Regions from separate parts of the Dromaius novaehollandiae genome. Here region 1 is linked to region 2. Evidence: chromatin contacts called from public Hi-C data. All regions are on one chromosome and are shown on one strand. The core of a region is the stretch at or near the end of the contact, and the rest is flanking DNA. Distances in the headings are between cores, read along the strand shown. Region 1 overlaps RAP1GDS1 (Rap1 GTPase-GDP dissociation stimulator 1). Region 2 holds the start of STPG2 (sperm tail PG-rich repeat containing 2).

Evidence for each region. A called contact is a pair of places that touch in the nucleus more often than the background predicts.
Region 1: a contact with region 2 is called in a Hi-C map of brain, with 2.6 times the contacts expected there. The contact joins the enhancer-like site here to the promoter of STPG2 in region 2. A contact is called at or near these places in 3 of 4 Hi-C or Micro-C datasets (brain, liver and ovary).

What each region holds. Positions count from the first base shown.
Region 1 is chr4:17,945,857-17,950,635 of bDroNov1.hap1, reverse strand. It overlaps RAP1GDS1 (Rap1 GTPase-GDP dissociation stimulator 1), which reads right to left. Exons shown (of 14, transcript XM_064510508.1): 13 at 3,698-3,826; 14 at 1-121. Among named protein-coding and RNA genes, the nearest start is that of TSPAN5, 96 kb to the left of the region's middle. Within about 2 kb of position 1,290, at least 1 of the 2 cell types and tissues checked has open chromatin away from gene starts, as enhancers often do.
Region 2 is chr4:17,811,300-17,816,218 of bDroNov1.hap1, reverse strand. It overlaps STPG2 (sperm tail PG-rich repeat containing 2), which reads left to right and starts at 1,822. Exons shown (of 11, transcript XM_064511542.1): 1 at 1,822-1,927; 2 at 4,225-4,334. The coding sequence starts at 1,822. LOC112988754 (a long non-coding RNA gene) reads left to right here. Exons shown (of 3, transcript XR_003260614.2): 3 at 493-1,334.

The sequences.
Region 1 (4,779 bases), core at 41-2,540, 130 kb before region 2:
TCCACAGCAAGTCTCTGCTCTGTTAGCGAGGCCTGCTGGGCCACAGTTTTGTTCTCATGGCTGCGGAGTTTTGATACCACTTCTAGAAATGCCATGCTCTGCACTTCCTTCTGAAGAGGTTCTGGAAAAAGAAACAGTAAAAGAGAGAGCTCTTGGTACGAGACAGGCGCAAGAACAGAAAGGTTTGCTGATGGTAAGAAACTTCTACTCAGTGCTGCCCTAGAAATATGTACGCACATGGGCGCACAAATACATGCGCGTGGGCACACGCTATCTTTTTAACAACTTTCTGAATTGCTTTTGAGGGTGGGGGGAACCCTCCAGGGCCTAGATGCCTAAAGTACAAAGCATGTGCAAACTCCAGGGATTTTGGGTAGAGAGGGAAGGATGAAGCTGCTGCATTGCGGTTATGAAAATCCACCTGAACTGCCTTCCAAAATAGATGCTTAGGAAGCATTTTTCATGAAACCCTTTCTTGTTTCTGCCTTATTCCTTAAAACAGTTAGACCGAGCAGGCGAGCTTGCCTGTAAGGCTTACTGTGTAGTTCACCTGTATCAAATCAGCTGCCACCTGGTTGGTTGTGTAGGAGTGTGAGGAGGCTGAAAATAGTTCTTTAAAGGACACATCACTGCTCTAGTCACTGTTAGCTGTCCACCTGTGCTTCAGCTCTGAAACTGTTACAAACATGTTTGGCAATACTCCTTACCGTGGATGTATGTATACAGCATTTACGTTTTACCTGAAACTGTGAAGCTCTGTTTTGGAGAACACTGGATTGCCCTGTACTGTGTGTCAAAGCTTGGGAGCAATGTTTCTTTGAAAATGTGTTGAGTTTTTTTGCTTTGGGTTGTCTAGGCCGTTACGGTGAACTACAGTGAAATCAGTAACAAACACTCGCGTGTGTCTCTGCTTCCCAGGTGTTGCCGGGGGCCCGACCCTGCGTGTCCCAGGAGGGATCCTGACCATCTGCTTCCGATCAGCTCTGCTGTATGCTATGCACATTTACTACTTTTCTGTACAGCAAGCTTTTTGAGACTCTTGTTTCTCTTCCTACTTTCTTGTTCACATATTCTCAGTTTTCCTGCACAATTTAATCCCTAATGTGTGAGAGCAAAGAGCCACGGCTGCGGCCCTGGGAACCTTCATGTCCTGAGCAATTTTGGTGAAGCTGTCGGGGTTATTCTCCTGTGTTGTAAACGTTTTCTGCCTCCTTTCTCCTTCTGAGATACCAGAAACTCACTGCTTTATAGTGGCTGAATATTTCTGCTTAACGTTCAGGTTCCTGGGGCCCTCTCGCACAGCAGCGACTGTGTAGCTATGAACGCTCTGCTTCTGCTGATTCCCTGAGTTACACGTTTCTGGTTTCCATTGTGCTCATTCTTCCCTCTTTCCATGTATTCACTCAGTTGCAACAGCAACTTCCAGATGACAAAAACACATGTATTTTTTTTTATTGCTAATGCACAACTGTTGGTGCTATCAAGTTAAGCGTGATGTCAGATGCCCTGTAGTAAAGGATAGTTCAACAGTGTTCACTGCAGAATTAACAAGAACTAAAATAACACAACTTTACTTTAAAATAGCTATGCAGGTCTATTTACAGTAGAATATGGAAACTATAGACGTAAGTGATGTCTGTGGATTGTGTGTGGAGACAGTGGTGAAATGAAGTTAGAGGTAACAGAGCTGAGATGCATGTATTTCCATATATTCGCATGTGCAGACAGCAGGTTTTGCTCTTGCAATCCCTCCCACCGAAGTTAAAATTTTTTTTAAACTGATTTGAAAAGTTAACACCAGGGTGGCTCAGTTATCCCTGTGTAATGGCTTGCAGGTGTGTTCATCAGGCAGCAGGGCTGTGCTTGGCTGGCTCAGCCGGGTGCTGTGCCCCGACTTTACGGCTACGTATTGCAGTAACGTGCCCTCTGCTCCTGCAGAGATGGGGAGAAGGCTAAGCAACATCCCGCCTAGGCAAAGGCTGTAGCGCGCTGTCAGGCTGGACTCTGACAGCTCAATAACCCTGAAAAAACCTAAAACAAGACAGTTCCTTAAGCTAGTGGCATAAAGAGACGGTTATGTGACTTTAAGTAACTGTGTCAATCTTCCAGGTGACAAGACCCAGGGAAGTGAAAATGCAAGTGTCAAGCAGAATTTCTGAGGAATATTATTTTAGTTGGAAGCAATGGGAATAGCCAAGAAAACATCACTGTGAGGGGAAGGGGAAACTTCTGCACTGAAAGGCACAGATAGCCATTAGGACAAAAAGGCTTAAAAAGCTTGTCAGAAAAAATAATGATGCATCTCAATGTCTAAAAATTAAAAACACTAAACATTTGAGGCTTGTTATAGAATTTTGAGCACTTTTTTTGTACTCTAAGATGTATATACTGCTCTAAAGACTGTAATTTGGCTTCTGTAAGCTGGCAGTTAACAGAGCAGTCACTCGCCTGTGGTAAGGACCACCAGAGTCTTAGTTACACCCGTCCTGGTGAACCCTGTAGTTAAGAAAAATAACTGCTTACAGAGACAGCACATGCTTAGCTACGATAACTTTTATTCAGTTGAGTTGCTGTAAACTCATCTCCAGACAATCTCCGGTTGTTTCCCCCTTGGTGACAGTGTGCAGGCAGGCTCAGGGTCCCCCTCTTTTGTACTTAATCCAGTTTCCTTCTCTGTCATCTTAGTTGTTTGTAAATTTCTGAAACCGAAACCTTTCTGGGCTGAAACGTGCTCTCCTCCCACAGATTAAATGTATATTTTTAAAAACACTAAAGCAAACTGAGCCACTTTGCGACTCCTTAGGGTAGAAATCAAATTTCTCCATGATAGCTTGCTCCAATTTTTTTCCCCCCTTGTTTGCTCACACAAACGTGGGAGGTTGCAATTCAAACCATAGCTTGGTTCACGGTCCCGAAAACAACCTGACCTTTAGAAGAGGGTTAGCTTGGAAGGAAGGCAGTTTGCAGCGCCCAGCGCTGGCAGCTGTCAGAGCACGCTCTGCTCGTCCTTCAGAGCAGCCAGGAGGAGCTGGGGAACGGTGGGACCCGGCCTGTGAGGGCTGCGGGGCGAAGCACCCTTCAGCGTGAGAAGGTAAGCGAGGATCCCTCCGAAAGCAGGACTACAGCCTACGCGCCGGTCTGAGTACTGACTTGTGTGTGTCTGTCCCCACAAATACTGTATTTTTCTTTTTTGCTTCCTGCCCTTCTTGTTATTCTCACTTGAAACTTGAGGTAAGTACACTCCTTGCAAGCTTCCTTTCCCCTCCACCTAATTTTACTTCATGAGTAGGTTGGCAAGAAAACCACCACCACAAATTGCAGGGAGTTTACCGCTAAAGGTGGAAATTAAGTTCATGTTATCTGTGTATTTGCATAGAGGGCCTGATGCTGTGGAGTTTTGAATGCCTTTCATTTGTGTCTTGCCAGTGGAAATTTAAGAGCTCTCTGCATCCTGCAGAAGCCAGAGTCCAATTTCTGCAGTTAATATCATCCAAAACTGAATAAACAGCCTCTTTCTCTTGCAACTATTAAGTGAAGAATATGTCATAATAAATTGAACTATTGTGTGCATACAGTCACTGTGAACTGAGAACCAGTCTCTGAGTACATTTGCGTAGACTCTATGTTCAGGCTAAAAAGAGAGCTAAGTTTAAATATATAAATCTTTTAGGAAAGCAAGCCCCTTCTGCATACTCACCAGATCCTATAAGGGCACAGATCAGCACCATGGAGTTGTATTTTATTTCTGGAGCGCTCCTGTCGTCTGAGAGCAGTCTGTGGAGAATCTGAACAAGCTGAGCATTTTCAAGATCCTTTTCAGCAGTGACTGAAATACAAGCGAAAATTTGTAAATCTGGAAGTGCTGTTTGGTTTGATACTTTTCTGTCCTAGCCATTTATTGAAACATTGATTGCCTCACTGGTATAAAACTGAAGTGTATATTAGATGGTATCATGATAGAAATCACAGCTCTTGCTAGAAAAATATAAAATAGTCCAACTATTTGAAAGGACCCTCAAGGAGTTTAATGATGAAAAGAAATCTTAAATATGCAGCGAGTTGATGGAAAATCCACCTGGCTTTCTAGCTGCTGAGCCCCAAATCTGCAATACTTAAGCTTTCAAAACTTCCAATGCCTAAATTTGTTTTTTGGAAGTTTTGTCTGACTAAATACAGATGGAGTAATTCTTGATTTCATGGTAGAGGAAACTCAGGGTCCATTAGTAAAGCTGTGAAAAACTCTGCAAGATCGGTGTGTGAATAATTTCTTCCGTAGTATTTAAAGAAACGTTACATACTGAATTCAGGCTCAAAACCTGCAAATTTCTGAAGACAAGATAAAGACAGGTTAGAAGATTCAAGTGAGTATGCACATTTTGCCTTTTAATTAAAACCAAACAATTTCCTGATGCCTTGGCAATGACTGGGAAGTTGAACATAGCTTTCCTCTAGTATATGATGACAGGAAATCAACTACAAAAATAGTTAATGTTGCTTGTTTGGTTCTTTAGCTGAGTTAACCGGCACGCAAACCGGATAAACAGGATAAATAATCCCCCCCGTTGTCTATGTAGCTCTTCTGTTTGGTAGACTGAGCTACTGTGAAGGCAGGTCGAGACCTTTAATCATCTCTGCTTTCAAGGTAGTCTCTGGCATCCATTTCTGTGGAATTTAATAAAATAAGATATTTTGGGGCATTTTCCACCTCCCCATACGTTCTCTAGCTCTTACTGATCAGGTAATTGAAAGCTTTACTTTGAGCCCTCTCAAAAGGGGATC
Region 2 (4,919 bases), core at 573-3,072:
ATCTGAGAAAATTGGGGAAATACGCCATCTACAGTTACCTCTGTTGTATATGTTAACCGATTTTCTACAAAGCTGATGCTGAAAACCATATAAAGAAACTCTGTAATGATGAAGGAAAGTAAATATTTTTAACCTCACATGTATCACCATTTTTCATATATGCTGGCCTAATGTAAAAAAAAAATGTGTTGTGAATTATAGCCAAGTTTTCGATTTTATTACTATATTTGAGGTTTTTCTATAATGCAGATTGGGGCTAAATTCACTGCCTGTGTAGCCAGCTGTGACCGCATGGAAATCTGTACAAATGCTCTATCCGAATGAAAGATGTTACCAGAAAGAGTGAGGTGTATTTAAATGGAAGACTCGGAACCTTAACGTGAGCTCAGTAAATACAACCCTAATGAAAGGTCTAGGTTGATGGAAATAGCAGCTGTGACTGATTGCCTGTTTGGAGATAACTGCTTACATCTGCTCTTCATTTTTCTGCAGTGGGAAATACCTGAAGTGTCATCTCCCACCTGAATGCACGTGTTGATGGATAAAATTGCTGTTTGGTTCTTCTTCCCCTGCTCCTCTTCGCCACCTTTCGAAGGGATGTTCCAAAAGGAGGTATCTGATACCCTCAGGATATCGCCTGTGCTCTCTAGCGGGGAGCCTGGCGCAGAGAAGCCGTGTAGCTGCCGCTAGGGTCCAAGCAGAAAGGGGGGACAGCTGAACGCAGAGCTGCATTTTGAGAGCAAACGGTGAGACTGATTATGGGCAGCAGTTTGGAAACTGGCTCAACTTAAGGACACGGCGTTCAAAACTATTCTCGGCTGCTCACAGAGCTCAGTCACTGCATCTTCAAAGCTTGAAGCCATGTGATCAGTTTTTGCCAACTGAGAGTTTTCTGGAAACAAAGATGCAAAGAGTGAAACAATTTAGTAACAACTTTAACAATTTAACAGTTCTAACGAAAGAAACACATTTACTTATTCAGGGGACTGGTTTTCTGAGCTTTGGTGGAGGCAGGCTTCGCTGCCTGTCATAGGGATGCTGTTTATCTCCCAAAAGTTTGTGCTGTTTCCCTGCCTCTCCTCTTCTTTCCTTAGGAAATGAGTATTTTAGCTGGGGGGATTCCTACTACCCCCTTACTAACCAGTAGTAATTAATGAAGGCACAGAATCGGACAAGACCTAATGAGACAAACTGAATGAGACCGTTCAAAGCGTCATCATTACAGAGATTTCTGGTTTATTACGACTCCGTACGCCTGAGAGGAGGCTGGGCGGCAGCAGCCGCTGCTGCGGGGGGCACGTGAAACAGAACTGCGCTCCCGGGCAAGTAGGATATTAAACGGTGGGGTGGAAAAACCGCCTCACGAAAGCCCTTCCCGGCCGTTGGGGCGGGGCGGGGCGGCCGTTGGGGCGGGGCGCGGCCGGTTTCTGGGGCGGGGCGGGGCGGCCGTTGGGGCGGGGCGCGGCCGGTTTCTGGGGCGGGGCGGGGCGGGGCGGCCGTTGGGGCGGGGCGCGGCCGGTTTCTGGGGCGGGGCGGGGCGGGGCGGCCGTTGGGGCGGGGCGCGGCCGGTTTCTGGGGCGGGGCGGGGCGGCCGTTGGGGCGGGGCGCGGCCGGTTTCTGGGGCGGGGCGGGGCGGGGCGGGGCGCGTCCGGTTTCTGGGGCGGGGCGGGGCGGTGCGGCCGTTGGGGCGGGGCGCGTCCGGTTTCTGGGGCGGGGCGGGGCGGTGCGGCCGTTGGGGCGGGGCGCGGCCGGTTTCTGGGGCGGGGCGGCGCGGCGCGTCCATGGCGACGGGCGGCGGCAGGTGCTGCGGGCGGCGGGGCCATGTACGACCTCGCCGTGCAGGCGCCGAGCCTGCCCGCGGGCTGCGCGGGGCCGTGCGTGGGGCCCGGCTCCTACCGCGTGGGGCTGGAAACGCGGCGAAGGGCAGGTAAGGGCGGGGGCCGCCTCACAACCGCCCTGCCTTGCGCCCCAGGGCGGCTCCGGCTATCGGAGGGGAGCCTCCTCCTCCCCCCCCCACGCCCGTGGGTATTCGTTAGGGGCAGCTGCTTTCTAAGGACCCGTGACTGGGTGCTGTGGTTACCGGTCCTGTGTGTAAAGGCGCGTTAACAGCGCCTGAAGCGTTTGTGCCCTCCTAAGCGTAGCGGCTTGGGCTGAGCCTGTCCTCAGCCGTGCGAGCGGGGCCGGCGCTGGTTGTTTCTGGTGTTTATGGTTTGCTTGGAGATCGCCTTGCTTTACGCAGAAGGTATACAAGCTTTCCTTTCGCTGAGCTGCACTCGGCAAAGTACCGGTGCCCTTTGCCTTTGGAGCAGTAAGCTACTAGGAATCTTTCTTGAAGAGTAACAGTTGTCTTGGAAGCTTCAGCCCAGCCTCAAGTTAAATAAACGTGAATTCCAAATAGAAGTTAGCATACAGTGAGGTTTTAGTATGTTTTACCATAAATGCTTTTATTTCTTCATAACAACTTGAAAGTTTTTTTTCAGTATTTTTAAAAAGGCTATGGTTATGTAATTTAAGACATAAATTATACAATCGTATGAAGCAAGTTAAATTCTTCCATCCTCGCTGCACCTGAGAAGGACTTGAAAAGCTCTCAATGACTTGAGGCTCCCATTTGTAGCACGTACACTTTTCATTTTGGCCCTGTTAACTTCCTTTTTTTCCCCCACAAGGTTCTGTGTATCTACCAAAAGGATATTTATATTAGTCTTTTCCCTGTCCTCAGGTCTGCAACTACTAGGAGATATAATGACTTTGTGTGTGTGTGTGGTTTTTTTTTTTTAATACCCTTTTAGAACAGGCTATTTAGAAAGCTGTTCCAGAAGTGTAGAATTATTTATTTTGTCTGGTAATGGTGGAGATTAAAGATACAGTTTATAAGAATAAAACATTTAAGTTCAGAAGACTCATATTTGCAGTTAGGTGAAAAGTTTTCTGCTTCAAACTAATTAAAAAGTTTTATCCCTTTTATGATGATTTGACTAGAGAAAATATGAGCAATGGGAAAAAGCATGTGAAGCAAACTGTGATGTCTTGTTTTCTTTTGCTTCCACCTCAACGCTGCTATGGTTTAGAAATAAAGTCACGAGTAGATTGAAAATTTCTCTAACGAGTCTGAAGATAGCAACATATTCAAGTACAGCAAAACTTTAGTTGATCAAATTACAATTAAGCATTGCCTCTTTCAGAGAAACAGATTCAATCTGATTTTTTTTTTTTTTTGGTGTGTATATTGATCCAACCCTCTCTACTTAAACAATAATGACATTTATTAGAATACATGATCAAAATGTTCTCCTCCTTGTTTAAAATGATATTTAAGTTCTGAACAATCTTAGAGAGAAAGAATAGTGAAGGGGAGAGATGTGTGTATTTAAACTCTGAATAGACTGGACAATAAAGTAAAGGAAGACACATGGAAGAGAATTCCAGATGACCAAACTGTAGGAGAATGGTTCCTTCAATAAGAGCGGCCTGACTGCAAAAGGAAACGATCAAGTTTGAGGTGTTGCATAGATCTTTCATTAAAAAAAAAAAAAAGAGAATATGTAGGAGGAAATGGAGCAAGTCAAGAAACATTTTCAAATAAAAAAAATGAACTAATCAAGGGCATAAGTAGTCAATATAATAGGATGTATGTTGGAATGATGAAATCGTACATCCATAGATGTAGTTCCTGAAGTGTTCCCCTGTACATCCTCTCTTACCAGGAAGCTTTATGCTCCAAAAGAAAAAAGAAAAGGGGTGGGAGGGAAAGAAGAGGAAGGAGGGGGGGGAAGCAAAAAAAAAAAAAAAAAAAAGAAAAAGATATCTTTCTAACTCAGCCAATTAAAAAAATCTTTAACAAATGATTCTTATGGTTGGATTCTTCTGTGGCTGCAGAAGAAATTAGAGTAGAGAGAATCTATCTTTTAGACCCCAAACTTCCAGTTTATACTGTGCTGCCAGGGGCTTGAAGGTGTTTAGTTCTGCAGGGGCTTTAATCAACTTTACCTTTTTGAGCAGTTAGTTTGTGTGTAAAATGTCCTGACCAGCTGCATTTTGCTTTTCAAAGTTTTTTTTTTTTTTGTCCTTACACTTTTAAGCATGTTTTACTGTATGTATTTATGAACCAAATGTTTCAATTACTGAATAAAAATAATTTGATGTCTAAAAGGCCCTTTCCAAGTTATTAAGTGCATTTTTTAAAATCAGTGTGGTGGTTTTTCTTTCTTTTTTTTCTTGCAGATGGCTATGCTCCATTTCTTTCTTTGACAAGTCGAGATTTGACATTTATTGCTCAAAATACAGATGGTACAATTCCAGGACCAGGACACTATAATATTGCCACAACACAGGTAAAATTGCAATAATTGCATGAAGACAGATAAAGTTTGAAACATCATTCTGGGAAGGCAACAATCAGCAGTACTGTTATAACAAATTTGATTGGAATAATCTCTTTTTACAAGTTAGCTAACAGTGGAAAAAAATATAGGAAGCTGCCATTTCTAAGATTATTATTTAGCCTCATTTATCCTATCTGTGTTTCCCTTAGTTTCTTCTTTTTTCCTTAGTAAGATATTTTTGATGTAACCCCTGAAGCTGAGTGCTTCCTGATGTTTAAACATCTCAGTTTTGCCTTACTCTTTTTAGATAGTTGTCACATTTCCTAAAGAATTTGTTTTTATTACTTATTCCAAGGTACAGATCATGCTGTAGCTAAACATTTCTCTGTAGCCTAATGAACTAATAAGAACAGTTTCTAAAGAACTAAGATTTGCATATTCATTTTGTTAAGTAGCTATCTCTGAAAGAGAAAAATGAATTTGGTTGATGTTGAGAGCAAAGATAGAGATCTTCCCAAGACAGGCAAACTTTTACTGCTTCATTTTGCTCATATATTGACTTCTAAATAACAGTAACAAAAAGGAGAACTTGTA